Regions from separate parts of the Mus musculus genome. Here region 1 is linked to region 2. A link is a contact called in public HiChIP or PLAC-seq data. All regions are on one chromosome and are shown on one strand. Each heading gives the region's core, a stretch centred on a gene start, on an enhancer-like site or on the middle of the called end of the contact. The rest is flanking DNA. Distances are from core to core; before and after follow the strand shown. Region 1 has its middle 18 kb from the start of 1810013L24Rik. Region 2 holds the start of Mettl22 (methyltransferase like 22).

Region 1 (5,070 bases), core at 2,283-4,782, 340 kb before region 2:
TGTCACTGATGAGTTCAGAATATAGATTTATGCCATGTGTGGTAGTGGCACACACCTTTAATCCAAACACTTGGATGGCAGAGGAAGATGGATCTCTGTGCACTTACAGTCAATCTGTAGAGTTCCAGGGTTGGCCAGGGCTACATAGTGACATATATGTATAATAGTGTGTGTGTGTATTTACATCTTTACTGCCCGAAATATGTCTTCTTGTCATTTGAGATGACAGTAGGAGCAGAGGTCAGTGTCTCTATAATGGTTTGCATAGGAAATATGCCTCCAAAGGTGTGGTCGCCCCCCCCCCCATGGTATTTTTAAGTGTTGACTGAGCAGAAGGGCACAAGCTTATTGGTGGATTTCCTGTGAGAGGAAAAGGGTTACTGGGACAGGCCTTTAAATATCTTTCCTTTTGTCAGGCAGTGGTGGCGCAACCTTTAATCCCAGCACTCGGGAGGCAGAGGCAGGCAGATCTCTGAGTTTGAGGCCAGCCTGGTCTACAGAGTGAGTTCCAGGACAGCCTGGGCTACACAGAGAGCCTTCCTTTTTCTCTACCTCTACCATGTAAACCTCACCATGATGGTTCAGCCTTGCTTTACCACTCACAGCCTGAACCCCCCGCAACTAAGACAGAACAGACCTCCCTTTCAATGTTCTCTGGTCAATATTCTGTCATGTAGTGAAAAGCTGACTAATACACTACTACAGCTTCCCCTTGCCCTCTCCTCTAGATCCATGCTTCTCTGCCCTCCTGATGCTGCGACCCCTTAATATAGTTCCTCACATTGTAGTGACTTTCCAACTTAAATTATTTTCGTTGTTACTTCATTTTGCTACTGTTATAAACCATAATGTAAATATCTGATCTGCAGATGGTCTGAGGTTGCGACCCACGGGTCCTAGGCATAGAATGAGCAAAGTTTACAGAGCAGTGGCCAACTCTGCTCAGAAGAGCATCCTTGCCTGTGCACACACAGGCCTGTCCTAACTGCCCAAGCTTACTGTCATCGGCCACATCGCTGTAGCAACCACACTTCCTTCCGCAGGAGCATCCGTTCTTCACCTATCTGATGCATGCAACACACGGCTTTCTATTTCTTTGGCTCCTCATTTCCAAAGATTCCTATATCACAAACCTTAGACTACAAGGGCCAGCAAGATGGTGCAGTAGGTGAAGGGATTGCAACACAAGCCTGGTGTCCTGAGTTCAATCCCCAGCACTCACAGAAAGGTAGAAAGAAAAACAACTCTACAAAATTGTTCCCTGACCTCCATCTGTGCTCCATGACACACACAGGCACACATGCGTGTGCACACACACGTACATACATACACACACACACACATGCACATATCACAGGAACATAATAATAAACAACAATAAATGAGATATAATTATTCTATGGATGGCCCCCTTTATTTGATTTTTAATTTAGGTTTATTGTTTTATTGTATGTGCACTACATGCATCTGAGTAGTCAGAATAGGGTGGCGGATTGCCTAGGACTGGAGTTATAGGAAGTTGGGAGCCACTATTTGGATTCTGTTCCCAGAACCCAGATCTCCATGAGAGCAACAAGTGTTCTAAGCCGCTAGCCATCTCCTTTTGAGTCAAGGTATTAAGTCACTAAGGCTGGCTCCACCCCACTTTGTAGGAAGGATGACCTTGAACTTGGAGCTGTCTGCCTCCAGCTCCCTGGTGCTGAGGTTACATGAACACCCTCAGCATCTCACTACATTTATTATTTATTATTATTATTAATTTTTCCTTGTTGTTTTTGTTGGGCTTTTTCTTTTTCTTTTCTTTCTTTCTTTTCTTTTCTTTTCTTTTTTTTTTTAAATAAATGTAGCCATGGATGGCCTGAAACTCAATATTGTATTCCAGTCTTAGCCTGGAACTCACGAAACCCCACCTGCCTTTACCTCCCAAACGCTGGGCTTAACGGCCTGCTCCTCATCATTGCTCAGATGGAGTCTCATGGAGCCTCCCTCCCACCCCACAAGAAATGGAGTTGTCCCTGTGATCTCCTTGCCTCTACATCCCCAGTGCTGAGAGTACAGGCATGTGCCCCTTGCCTGGCTTGGATTCCTCTGTAATAAGAGTGGGTTTTACACTGTAGGACAGGCTAGTCTGGAAGTCGTTAGTCAAGATATAGCCCTGGCTGGACTTAAATGTGTAGCTTCCTCTGGGCTCAGCTTCATGATTCACAGGACAACAGATGTGTCCCCATAACCAACTCCAAAGCAGTTTCCTTTTTACCTTCCTTTCCTTTTGTGTCTATAATTGTTAGTGTTAACTGTCCACTTGACAGGATCTAGGCTTCTAGGAGAGTGGGCCTTGGCCATGCCCCTGAGAGGTTATCTTGATTAGGTTTATTAAGGTAGAAAGGCTAGCCCATTGGGGGCAGGGGGTGTCATTCCTTCTGCTGGGATCCTGAACGGTCCAGTGGAAGGCAAGCTAAGTACCCACCTTCACCCACTGTGCCTCTTGTGACCAGCTGCTTCAAGCTGCTATTGCTTCCACCTACCCCCACCCCCATGATGGACTGTACCCCTTAACTGTTAGCTGAAGTAACCCACTCCCTTTTGTGCTTTCATTTACATATGCCTTTAATTTCAGCACTCAGCAGGAAGAGGCATGTGAGGGGTTGGTCTACACGTGTCCTGGTGCACACACGTGTGGTAACTGGGACAACCCGCAGGAGCTGACTCTTACCACATGGGGCCTGGGGATATATTGTTGATGGATGTGTTGCGTGTGTGTGTGTGTGTGTGTGTGTGTGTGTGTGTGTGTGTGTGTGTGTGTTAAGGGCATGCCAGAGGCCCTCAGAAGCCAAGACGGTGATGGGTCCCTTAGCACTGGAGTTAAAGAAACTATGAGCCACCACTTGGGTTCTGGGAATCTAACGCAGACCCTCTAGAAGAGCAGCGGGTGCTCCTAACCACTGAGCCATCTCTTCACTGCAGAAGCTACAGGTTTCAAAACCTACTCTGAGAAGTGGCATCTACCTCTCTGCTGTGTTCTATGAATTTGTTCCCCCAATTCACTAAGTCCAGACCTCATGAGTATCACATACTGGAATAGACACCAATAGGCCAGCCTGGTTTACAGAGTTCCAGGACAGCCAGGGTCACACACACACACAAACTGTCTCAAAAAATAACAGCAACAAAAATATCAATCAATCATAAGAGAAAAGGTTTTGAAATGCAATCTCCCTAAGTTGTCCAGGCTGACCTTCACCTACCTCACTCTCCAGATCAGGCAACCCGTGACCTTGAGATCACCTGCCTCAGCCTCCCCACAACCTAGAGCAGACCCGCATTGCCAGGTTCACAAAACTTTCTTTCAGGCTCAAGCAAAGCTTCTCCTGGGCCCAGGCAACTCTCTGGGCTTTTCTGCCATGTGAAGATGCATCGTGACTCAGCATGACTCAGTGTGACTCAGCAACCACGGGACCATTCCAGTGTGACTACCCAGGTGCTCCCCTCTTGTGTCTGTGAACTCATCACACAAGGCCTCCCAGGAAGAGTGCAGCCTGAAGACTCCTGCCTTTCAGGAGCTGGGAAGGAAGAGGCAAGGTTCCATTGGACAGAATGAGTCACATGGGCCGCCTGGATGAGTCAGGCACCAGAATTTCCATGTCCTCTAATTTTAGGACCTGAAAGGTAAGGAAAACTGGACATTGGAGAGATGGTGACCCAGTTGCATTCGATAAAAGAAACTTTAGGAGCTGGAGAAATGACTCAGTAGTACGAGCGTGTACTGCTCTTACTTAAGACACAAGTTCAGTTCCCTGCACTTAAGCCTGCTCACAACCACGCATAACTCCAGCTCCAGGATCCCCGCCCTCTTCTATCCCCTGAAGGCACCAGGTACAAATCTGGTGCACAGATGCACATGTAGGTAAAACAGTTATACACGTAAAATAAATACATCTAAATTTTTTTTTGACAAAAGTATGTGGGGGGGGGGGGGTGGCTGGCGAGATGGCTCAGTGGTTAAGAGCGTCGACTGCTCTTCCGAAGGTCCCGAGTTCAAGTCCCAGCAACCACATGGTGGCTCAAAACCATTCTTAACGAAATCTGATGCCCTCTTCTGGAGTGTCTGAGGACAGCTACAGTGTACTTACATATAATAAATAAATAAATAAATAAATAAATAAATAAATAAATAAATAGGTTTTTTGGCTTTTTTTTTTTTTCTTTTGGTTTGGTTTTTGGAGACAGGGTTTCTCTGTATAACCCTGGCTGTCCTGGAACTCACTCTGTAGACCAGGCTGGCCTTGAACTCAGAAATCCGCCTGCCTCTGCCTCCGGAGTGCTAGGATTAAAGGCATGCACCACCACCGCCAGGTGACAAAAGTCTTATTATTTGGTTGAAACCCCGGCTGTTCTCCTGCCCTCAACCCCTCCGGCAACAGGTCATCATGGAATTGCCTTGTTTCTGGTAACACACCCAAGAGTGCCAACACAGGGGCAATCGCAGCTTCTCGCTAACACATCCTCAGCCCTCACCTCAGACCTATAAACCTCCCTTACCTGAGCCCAGATGCACGGTTTCTTTGACTCCTTCCCTTGGGACCTATGAACCTGCCCTGGAGCAGAATCTAAGAAACCTGCTTTTATCTATTCTTAGTCTGGCCGACATTGCGTCAGCAGGAAAACTGTGACTTGGGGGTGGGGGGTTAATCCAGTTGCATACTAGGTGACTACCATCCTAGCCAATGTGGCCAGTGTGCTAAAGTTGGGAGAAGACTGCTCAAAATGAACTGTTTTAGGCTGCTGGATCTCTCTCTCTCTCTCTCTCTCTCTCTCTCTCTCCACCCCCTCTCTTTTTCTCTCAATAACATTTTTCTTCTTCTTCTTCTTCTTCTTCTTCTTCTTCTTCTTCTTCTTCTTCTTCTTCTTCTTCTTCTTCTTCTTCTTCCTCTTCTTCTCCTTCTTCTCCTTCTTCTTCTTCTTCTTCTCCTCCTCCTCCTCCTCCTCCTCCCCCCCCTCCTCCTCCTCCTCCTTTTTTGGTTGTTTTTTGGCTTTTTGGTTTTTCGAGACAGGGTTTCTCTGTGTAGCCCT
Region 2 (4,781 bases), core at 158-2,657:
GGCAATGGCGCCAACCCAGAAAGTTCTTCTCCGAGTTTGCTTTGTTTCCCTCCACAGCATGATAAGCCAGCGAAAACGTAAGCGGGTAAGCAGGTGTGAACTGGGGCTGGGAATGAAACCAATGTGGGATTTCATGTGAATGAAATCAAAGAAGTACTCAGCCTTCAGCAAAACCACTGGCAACAAAAATCAGACATGATTCAGGCAGAGGAAACACAGCCTAGCCCTAACCACCTACTGGTTCGAGGTAGACTGGCTCCCCTAGTTCTGAATGGAAGACAAGATTTGGCTTTTGGTTTTGGTCCAAAAAATCCTCTCTGCCATCTTTGGGAACACTGACCATGAATAAGAGGATAGAATGTGTTGTTATGGTACACAAATTTACACCTCAGAGGATGCATGTTCATTGTTCATTCTGTAAGTGGGAATTATATGAGGACCAAATCGTCTAACATATAGGTGGAAAACAAATTCTCTACTAACCTCTGGTCGACTTCGTCTACTTAAAAGTATGAATGAAGCAGGTTTCCCAGGAAATGTGGCCTGAGAGAGAAGTCCCAGGTCATGAGCCTCCTTTAAGGGTTTCGCCTGGGAATCAGCATTCTGGAAATAGGGAGGCACTGAGGCCTGTGTGAGGATTAAACGTGACAACCGTCCCTTTCAGGGATCATCAGTAACTTGTAAGTAGCTACAGGATCATGTTTATAGAAAAGTGTCCCGGGGAGATGGCTAGAGACCTTGAGACAGTTTCTCTACTTAGAAAATGCATGGTATAGAGAGGTGTCCAGTTTCTCCTAGGTACTGCTGGAAAAGCAGTCCCAGGTTTCATGTTGCAAATTCATTCCGGTAGGGGAGCTGGCAGGTCGTCTAGGCAATTCCGAGACGGCAGAGTTGGATTCCCAAGAATTCTTCAAGGGTTACAGCCACTGTTATTCCCCAAACCAGTCTACCGGGGTGGACAGAACTCCCCTCCTCCCAGGCAGGTGGATGCACACCCACTGGACAATCAAAACTTAGGAGCTGGGAGAGGGAACGCCAGGAAGCTGGAGGGCGCAGGGCTCAGAGGTGCAGGAAAGGGCTGGCCACGCGCGCAGGGCGGCGTCAGCGGCTCCAGGGACCTCCTCCATTAGCGGCCAGTCACTCTGAAGAAGCCAGTCGCTAACCCGGCCTCTCCTTCCCTTCCTAATCCGAGACAGAGTGGGACTGCCTCACCCAGCACGGAAACCGAGACGTCCCATACAGAAAGGGAAACTGAGGCTGAGGGTTCAGACTTCAAGGTCGTGTAAGCTTGGCTCTCAAAGCCAAGATGCTCCCTGGGTTCTTCCCGGTCCCGCCCCCTCTCCCGGGCTCTTACCCGCCATGACACTGGTCTGAAGTCCCACGCGGAACCCTAGCCATGGGGCTCAGGAAGCCGCCATGACGGACAGCTTGCGCAGGCGCGGTCCAAGCGCCGGCTCGGGTCGCGCATGCGCACGCGGCGGCAGCCGCTAGCTAACACCTGATGCTCTCGCTCAGCCCTGTGGCGGCCACTGGAGGCTCAGCTGTCACCTGGTCGGATTGCTCATATGGCCGTCCAGAGTGGGGACGCCTCTGCACTTCGGTGTTTGGAATCCCTCCTGTAAAAAATTTAAATATGGCTAAGAATCTCAGCGGTGTAGAGAGCCCAGCACAAGAAAAAAAAGTTAAATAATTTGCTTTAAGTGTTAGAGTCATTAAAGATCAGAGTCCTAATAAGCTGTATTTAACCATTGTTCCTAAGTATGCCCAGGAAACAATTAATAGGCAAAAGCAGAAGACAAAAACATACAATGACCCACCCAAGTACATGTTTCGGGCACCGATAGGATATTTATGTTTAAGTAGAGTGCTATAGTTATGCATAGCTAAGCAGTCCTGGTCTGGGTATGGTACTGCCCATCATTGCTCCATCCTTTTTTTTTTTTTTTTTTTTTTTTTTTTTTTTTTTGGCTTCAATCTATCCTGCAAGGAGTTTTGAAAAGTTGTAATTCTCTTCCTGGAAGACAGTGACTCATCTGTTTGGTCCCTGGTATTAACCTTTATCTCCTCCCAGCTTGGGACTGTTGGGGAAAATCAAAATTTGGGGGTTGACTGTTTCAATAATCTGATAGCCAAAGGGAGGGGCACAAGTGTGTTACGTTTAGAATATCCTTATTCCGGCAAGGCAGGCAGGCTGGAGGATCACTCAGCCACTAAGTGGTGAGGATTCAAATTGGAGGGTGAGGGATCCGGAGTGTGTTAGCCAGCATGCCCCTTGTTTCTTCCCAGTGTTATGTATACCCTGCGTTTAGCATCCTTACAAGCAATTGGCAGGACTAACGGATCTAGTCATCAAGTCTCCAGTAACGATGATCCCGGATCTTTCTAAGTTGGAGTCTAGCATAAAATGAAATAGGACACAAATATTACACCTTAGGTAAACCTTATCCTGTTCAGAATGCTGAGAATGGTAAGTGCTTAAGGTTGGAGGCTGTATTTAGTCACTTATTTTTGTGGCTGTGATAAATACTCAGGAAAAACCACTTAAGGAAATAATGACTTCTTTTGTCTCATGCTTTCAGAAACCACCTAAGGAAATAATGACTTCTTTTGTCTCATGCTTTCAGAGGTCCAGCATTGCTAGCTCCATTGCTTTGGAACTGTGGGAGCTAGAGCACAGGTAATGGGAGGCCAAGCGCTAGACCCAAAGGCTCAATGACATATTGTCTCCAGCTAGGCTCCACCTCCAGAGGGTTCCACCCACTGGATTATAAATCTAACAGTGGATGAATCTACCCATGAAGGCGTCTGATCCCTATGATCCCACACAGGGGCTAACACAGGCTCACACTGAAATCCCCACCTCTGATCAACACTTGCATAGGGGCCAGGCTTTGAATACATGCTCACTTCTGGGTACACTTTGATCTAAACTGTAGCCGAGGCAAATGTGAATCTCATGTCCTCTATTTGCTTTCCGCTTGCCCCCTGGATTATCTGAACGTTAGGGCTCAAAGAAGAAGTGTGGCCAATTGCAGAAGATGGGGCAGAGAGAGCCCATGGACACTCCAGGCTCCGGGTGAATTCTCATCTCTTTTCCCTAGAAGCAGAGCAGAATGAAGTGACCATCAAGGCCACATCTTCCTTGTAAGTAAAGCATCAAGTTTCTGGGCTATCCCAAACTGCCTCGACCAACTTTCAGAAGCCACTGCTTTCTGTTGCTATTTTCCTGATGGCTACACAATGCTGAGCAGACACCTCCCCACACCAAGACACATGGATGTAGAGAGTCAGGCAGGCATAGCAACACATGCAGATGAGCACACGTGTATATTCTGCCAGGATAGAAGCACACTAGTGTGATCATGGGAAATTTTTATTCTAAGCAAATATCTATCAAAGAAAAGAAGGCTATCAGAATGTCTCCTAGGTGTGGGACATGAGGGAAGAGGTTACATCAGACAAGTCTCTGCTCTCATGATACTTCTGTTCTGCTGGGGAAGGGCCAGAGAACAAGCAGATATATTTTAAAAGTACAGAGTGCTGGATAGAGAGTTGGGGAATGGAGAATGGTCAGGTGGCCTGGGAAGGCCAGGTTGTATGTCAGGAGGAGCAGGGGCTGAAGGAAGCAAGGAAGGAGAGAGCTGGGCAAAGTATTTAGCAGAGATGATTCCGATTCTCCCTGGGTAGGCCGGGCTTTGATGGTTTTCTCTGGACTGCCCATATGTGTTAAGTAGCTGAGCAGAGAAAATGTAGTGGTCTGGGCAGCTTGTCAGTGTGATCCTGAGGCATTTAATGCCTTTTCAGCTTCCTATCGTTTTCAGAGACATGTTTAACCCCCTGCTCCCAGCCCTGTTAACCGTTCCAGCTTCACTTCCTTACACGTCCTTCATAACCATGGGCAGCATCCATTTCCTTCTTCTTCCATAACTGTGTAAGACCTCCCCAGACTTTAAAAACCACGCTTCCCTGCTTCCCTTGCAACGAACATGGCCTATAGCTAATGGGAATAACGGGAAGTGAGAGAATGTGGCATGGGATAGTTCTTGGGAATTTTCCCTTAAGAGGAGATGAGGATGGCTGAGATTAAAGCTTAATGAAGAGCACTTGCCTAGCATCCATGAGGCTCTGGTTTCCTCCTCACTACTGAGAGCTGGGAAGGGGGTGGAGGCTAGAAGGGAGGAACTGACTTATTTTTTTGCTTCCCTCCCTCCCTCTGTCCTTGTGGTTCTCCTACCACAGTCTCTCAAGTAGCTAGGATTAGAAGCTCAGATCAGCTGAGCGCTCTCTCTCTCTCTCTCTCTCTCTCTCTCTCTCTCTCTCTCTCTCTCTCTCTCTCGGTTGGTTGTTGAGATAGGGTCACGTAATCCTCACTGTCCTCACTGTGTATACTTGCTTCTGCCTCCCAGTTGCTGGGATTAAAAGTGTGCCAACAGGCCCTGGAAGGTTTTGTTTTGTTTTATTTTTATTTTTTTTAAAGCCAAGCCCTCACATAGCTTAGGTTGACTTTGAACTTGCTATGTAGCCAAGGATGACCTTGAATTCCTGATCCTCCTGTCCCTACCTCCCAAGTAGAGTATGGTTGTGTGCCACCATGTTTGGTTTTTTTTTTTTTCCATTTTTTATTAGGTATTTAACTCATTTACATTTCCAATGCTATACCAAAAGTCCCCCATATCCACCCACCCCCACTCCCCTGCCCACCCACTCCCCCTTTTTGGCCCTGGTGTTCCCCTGTACTGGGGCATATAAAGTTTGCAAGTCCAATGGGCCTCTCTTTCCAG

Evidence for each region. HiChIP or PLAC-seq counts read pairs in DNA pulled down with a chosen protein or histone mark.
Region 1: a contact with region 2 is called in an HNF4G HiChIP or PLAC-seq map of pancreatic cancer cells. The contact joins the enhancer-like site here to the promoter of Mettl22 in region 2. A contact is called at or near these places in 6 of 39 promoter capture datasets (the C10 cell line, the HPC-7 cell line, erythroid cells and 3 more), 2 of 484 Hi-C or Micro-C datasets (B cells and double positive thymocytes), 5 of 115 datasets of contacts at active chromatin or transcription factors (astrocytes, embryonic stem cells, microglia and 2 more) and 2 of 9 other capture datasets (adipose tissue and liver).

The regions. Positions count from the first base shown.
Region 1 is chr16:8,809,358-8,814,427 of GRCm38.p6, reverse strand. No RefSeq gene overlaps it. Among named protein-coding and RNA genes, the nearest start is that of 1810013L24Rik, 18 kb to the left of the region's middle. Within about 2 kb of position 3,532, at least 77 of the 459 cell types and tissues checked have an H3K27ac peak or open chromatin away from gene starts, as enhancers often do. A contact at or near this core is called in embryonic stem cells and pancreatic cancer cells, where this site is marked.
Region 2 is chr16:8,467,439-8,472,219 of GRCm38.p6, reverse strand. Mettl22 (methyltransferase like 22) reads right to left here and starts at 1,407. Exons shown (of 11, transcript NM_146247.1): 1 at 1,355-1,407. It overlaps Gm30012 (a long non-coding RNA gene), which reads left to right and starts at 1,069. Exons shown (of 5, transcript XR_384641.4): 1 at 1,069-1,277; 2 at 2,625-2,677; 3 at 3,006-3,144.